Regions from separate parts of the Gossypium hirsutum genome. Here region 1 is linked to region 2. Evidence: chromatin contacts called from public Hi-C data. All regions are on one chromosome and are shown on one strand. Each heading gives the region's core, a stretch centred on a gene start, on an enhancer-like site or on the middle of the called end of the contact. The rest is flanking DNA. Distances are from core to core; before and after follow the strand shown.

The links. Hi-C and Micro-C count contacts between places; a contact is called where the count stands out from the background.
Region 1: a Hi-C map of leaf shows a contact between it and region 2, with 2.1 times the contacts expected there. The contact joins the enhancer-like site here to the promoter of LOC107914878 in region 2. A contact is called at or near these places in 4 of 34 Hi-C or Micro-C datasets (all in leaf).

Annotation. Positions count from the first base shown.
Region 1 is chrD10:32,040,786-32,043,485 of Gossypium_hirsutum_v2.1, reverse strand. No RefSeq gene overlaps it. Among protein-coding and RNA genes, the nearest start is that of LOC107900591, 18 kb to the left of the region's middle. Within about 2 kb of position 1,260, at least 2 of the 9 cell types and tissues checked have an H3K27ac peak or open chromatin away from gene starts, as enhancers often do. A contact at or near this core is called in leaf, where this site is marked.
Region 2 is chrD10:31,906,461-31,909,160 of Gossypium_hirsutum_v2.1, reverse strand. LOC107914878 (NADH dehydrogenase [ubiquinone] 1 alpha subcomplex subunit 13-B) reads left to right here and starts at 1,318. Exons shown (of 3, transcript XM_016843925.2): 1 at 1,318-1,780. The coding sequence starts at 1,566.

The DNA of each region.
Region 1 (2,700 bases), core at 11-2,510, 130 kb before region 2:
AACAATTTTCTCGGTTAAATTACTTAATTGATCTTTATATATTTTTATATTAACTTTGCATATCACATCGTTACATTATTAAACTAATTTGTTCGAAAAATAAAAGTATATATAGACAAAAATACTACACTAAAGACACTAAATCTCAACAACTTGCTCCTCGTAACTCCATGAACCATAAACATGCTTAGATGATTAACTATGGATAATTCTCTTCCACGCACAAAAACTCTTTTGTTATACCCCGTTTTCATAGTTCAACATAGGTAAATAGTAAATCATGTTTTCTTATATTGTTTTGTTTACATGCTAATTATTTAAGGACAATCTAACATAGAGATAAATGAATAACATGTGTATATTCCTATGAATAATGAATCCAAATGTTTAAATAAATTACATAAAATATAATGAAATTATAATACTTGGGGCACAAAAGCCTAACAACTATATTAAGGTGATCTTATCCCCTTATCTATTTCTAATTTATATAGAGGGTCCTCTCAACTTTGCTAACTTGTGTTAAGGGAAGTTAGAACGATCTCAGATTTCATCTCTTATATTTTTAAGATGATAGCTTACCATTTGTAAGGATTAGTTGGGCATATGCATATCGAGTGAAGGGCGATTTACAGGTAAGATTAAATTTGCCAATTTACAACTTATGATAAACAAAGTTTATAAACGTACTCATAGTTGGTCCAAACAATTTCTTTGTGTTGGAGGTCGAGAGGTTTTTCTAAAATCAATATTGCAGATATTCTGACTTATGCAATGAGTTGTTTTATTGTTATCTAATAGTGTGACTAATGTCATTGTTTCTGCTATTAAACAGTTCTAGTAGTTGGGTAAGCATGAGGAGTGAGGTTGGGTGATGTTGGACTGGGTCATCATTTGACGATCAAATGGTATGGGAGGGTTTGGTTTTCAAGTGTTAAATTGTTTAACCTTGCCCTTTTGGGGAGACAAGCATGGAAATTTATGCATAACAAGGAAACTTATTGCTCCAAAGTGCTTTCATCGACAGAATTTCCTAATGGAGATGTTTTGAAAACTAAGCATGTTTGATAAACCTTCATTCTCATGGTCTAGTATTTTAGCTGCTATTCATGCCTTGAAACTGAGATTCTTTTGGGGGGTTAGAGATGACAATACAACTAGAATATAACAGGATTTATGGGAGGTGTTGAGCCCATTGAGTTCCCTTTTGTAAGGCCTTTCAGTATTCCTAGCTAGACTTGGGTGGTGGAGTTTATTGATGGGGTACTCGGACTCTACAGTTTTCTAAATCTAGAGGATTTGTGAATGTCATTTTCAAGGGATAACTATTGCCATTGTTACAAAACTCAAGAGGTCCAACCATTATCTTTCCACCCTCAGTTTCTTGTTGAGGCTCCTAATTTACAGAGAAATTTTGGTACCATTCGGTATCAATACGTTAATCCCAATAGGGCCTCTCTTGTACTAATTTTTTTTTTTTTGGTGAAAAATGAAACTTACAAAACTAAGTTATAGGATTGGAAAATGGAGTACAAAGATTCTTCTCTTTATCAGTTTTGATGAGTGCAGGGATTGCTTTTGGTGAGTTTCAATTAGTTGTAGATATTTCTTTTCTCCAAAAGTTAATTTGATTATAAAATCAGCTCTTTGATTTTGCTCTCTAAGAATATAACGTAGGAGCCAAATATTTCTTAGGATAAGATGCGGTGTATTCTTCTGATCATATTTCACGTTTAACCACTTAATTTCAAGTTAGTAATACTCTAAATATTTTATTTTCAAACAAATAGTTTATAGGGAGAAAAAAATATTTGTAAGTTTCCTAGCTAGTGGACTAATAGAAACAAGGAGTGAATACTTTGTTTGGCATTTATTATTGACATTGAACTGTAATTAGGACCACCAAATTCTAATGAAAGAATAAGTATCTTTGAACTCCAATATCAAAACTTACTGCAGTCTAGTTGAATTGATCAAAGATGAATGACATCGAGACTTGTTGACTGGATCAATGTATGTTCTATACTAAGGAAAATGCTAATAGCGTCTACATATATTATATTAAAAATAATAATTAATTAATGCATAATTTTTTCTTCACTTCAGTAGAAATGATGTATTAATAAAATATATATTTGTCAGCAGTTAGATCTGGCATTCAAATAAAATGAATTTAAATTGTGATTCATTTTTTTTATCAATATTGAAAGGATAAAAAAATATATGTTATTCGTATTTTAAAAACCAAAAAAAAATTTTAAAATAACAAATAAATATTTTTTAAGGTAAAGTATAAATAATCCTTAAATGGTGTGTATCAGTACCTCCAAATAAATAATCAAAATATAGACATTTATAGAGGTGTGTAATTTTTTTTTTGTTTTACTCGAATTAATCGATCAAACCAAATTAGTTAAACTAATCAGTTGGTCATCAAATCTAATTCGATTGGGGTAAGTTAAAAGTTTTTGGAAGTATTGATTATCGATTAATTCAATTCGAAATAGTGTGTAATAACTAAATTAACCAATTAACCGAAATTATTAATAATATATTATAGGTTCAACATACTAGAGATTGACTCAATACATTATATAAGTCCAATATATAAGAATTAATGAATTTATATATATTGTTATAATGATGAGCTTAAAAGAATTATGAAAATTAAAAATATTTTAAATAAAACTAAATTTAAAA
Region 2 (2,700 bases), core at 69-2,568:
CTTACAGCACCTCGAGCCAGTTCGGTTCAGACCAGTGACTGACCGACCGGTTCAGTCCTGCCATCGGTTGGACCATCGGCCCGGTTTCACATACCAGACCCAATTCGACTAGTTATTGGGTCTTAGTCTCAATTTTGGGTTCTTGGACCCAATTTTCGATCTAAGGTCTAATTTTCAAGTTCAATTATTATATTAATAAATTCCTATATTAGTAAATAAATAATAAAATATGTATGTTTAATAATATTGAACACTATAATATTTTATTATTAATTTTTAAAAAAATTAATAATAATATAATAATATTAGGCTTGATTCAAGTTAATTTTTATATAACAATAAAATTCTTCATAAAAGAGCTTTTTTCGGATAATGATTATGCTTTTCAAAAGGGTAAGTCAATTTACATGATTTTTTTTTACTTGACGAAGTTGTTTTCCATAGAACAAACACAAAAAGAAGCAAAAAAGAAATCATAAGTAATTTTCTGTGAAACAAATGCACCATAAGTTCTACTATTTTCAAAATCTAATGGAGCAAATATATTATCATATATGTAGTGCCATGTTGGTTTGTTATTTTCACATATTACTCCTTAAAAATCTAAGTAATGGATTAATGACTTTCATTTGTATCAATATTGAAATATAAAAATTTGAAAAGTATAAGGACTTAGAATGATCTAATTAGAAAATATGGACTAAATTTACAATCGTACTTATAACATAAAACTAGTAATTGAATTTAACCAAATGAATTTACTTGCTACTGTTTAGGTGAAAATTAAAGTTTCAAAAACCAAAAAGAAGAGGGATTAAAATTGACTAATTTAAAAAGAACATGACTAAAGTAATCAAATTGAAGTACTGGACTAAATCTATAGCTTTAGCAAAGTACAAGGACTAATGACAGAATTTAAGGAGATATGATTTTTCAAGAAAAGATATTCTTTAACCACTCTCATTAGAAATTAGAAAAAGAATCTTTATTTTAAGTTGAAATTAACTTTATATATTATAAAAAGTAAAAAATATTTTTTTCTTTGAAGATTTTTTTATTTTTTTTCATAATTTTGGAATTTTTAAAATTTTAATTAAAAACATAAAATTATTTTGCATTTCTCTTACAAATTTGAAAAAAAAATTGCATTTTTTTGGATTGATTTTTTTATAACTTTTTAATTTTAAAGAGCATTTTTCATAAATTTTTGAATTATAATTTTTATTTATGAAATTTTTAACTTCCAATTTTTTAATATTCAATATAATTTTTAAATCATTCGCTAGCTTTACATGTAAGATAAAATAGTGCGTGAGCAATGAAAAATTGAAGGTCAATTTGCTTCAAATAAAAGCGTAAGGGCCTAATTGAATAAATGTGTAAAAGTTAAAGAACTAAATTTGTCATTATACCTTATACAGACCTGCACTTGGAAATAAGCCCACCAAGTGGCGTAGCGGAAGACGGACCCAAGCTCAAATAAACAACCCCCCTCTATAACGCCACCACCACTTTCTACAATTTGCACGCAAACTCTCTCTAGAACTACAGAAAAACTAGGGAAAATGACTGAGGCAGTGATAAGGAAGAAGCCAGGAATGGCGAGTGTGAAGGACATGCCACTTCTCCAAGATGGGCCTCCTCCGGGTGGGTTCGCCCCCGTCAGGTACGCCCGTCGGATACCCAACAAGGGCCCAAGTGCTATGGCTATCTTTCTAGCTGCTTTTGGTGCCTTCTCGTATGGGATGTACCAAGTCGGCCAAGGGAACAAGATCCGCAGGTCCTTTCTTTTTATTCTCTCTGGAAAAATCCTTAATTTTCCCTTCTTTTCGTCATATTCTAATCTAGGTTTTCATTTTTTTTTCAGTTTTCATTGATAGTATTTTTGTATATTTAATCGGTTCGTTTATTGGGTTGCTTGAAATGATTTCTATGAACTCATTATGATATATGTATATTTGCTCTTACCTCTTTTATTAGGTAGAAAGCTTTTGATGGGATTGAAGACTTTTTTATCTTATTATGGAGCTTGGAGTTAGATCTTAGTCTGGTGTTTAATTTATATATGGGTCTTTATCTGTCCTTGTTTATTGGATAGATTTAATTTAATTTTTTATATCAAATATGCCTTGGAAATGTGGAGGCTGATTCTTGGTATCATATTTCGTTCATATTTTCTGGTTCTTTCAAATGGCTTTTAGTATATATCTTCTGAAGAAGTTTGATGGGAGTGGAAAAGGAAAGATGGTTGAGATACAATGGTTTGCTGACAGTATTATTATTTGGTTCTATCATATTGACAATGCATGATGAGTTATGAGCCTGCTGCCTGCCTATATCCGAGTTTAGTAATTTCAGGAGTCTACCTATGTACTGATTTTAGTAATTAATTTAGTATTTCACATGGTAAACAACTAGTTCAGTATTCCTGGTTCTTTCAAATGGCTTTGTCTCATGTAACCTATGAAGAAGCTGGTAGAAGGGGAAAAGGAAAAGCAAAGTTCCGATAAATAATTTCCTGAGAAAAGTTATTATTTGTTCCTGAATATGGACTCTTCGTGATAATTTCATGAGTCTGCCTATTTACTTATTTTTGTATTTTGTTAGTATTTCACAAGGCAAAACAATCGGTTAAGGGTTGTCGCTTCTTTCAAATGGTATTTATTCTGTACCCTATGAAGAAGCTGGTAGGAGAGGGAA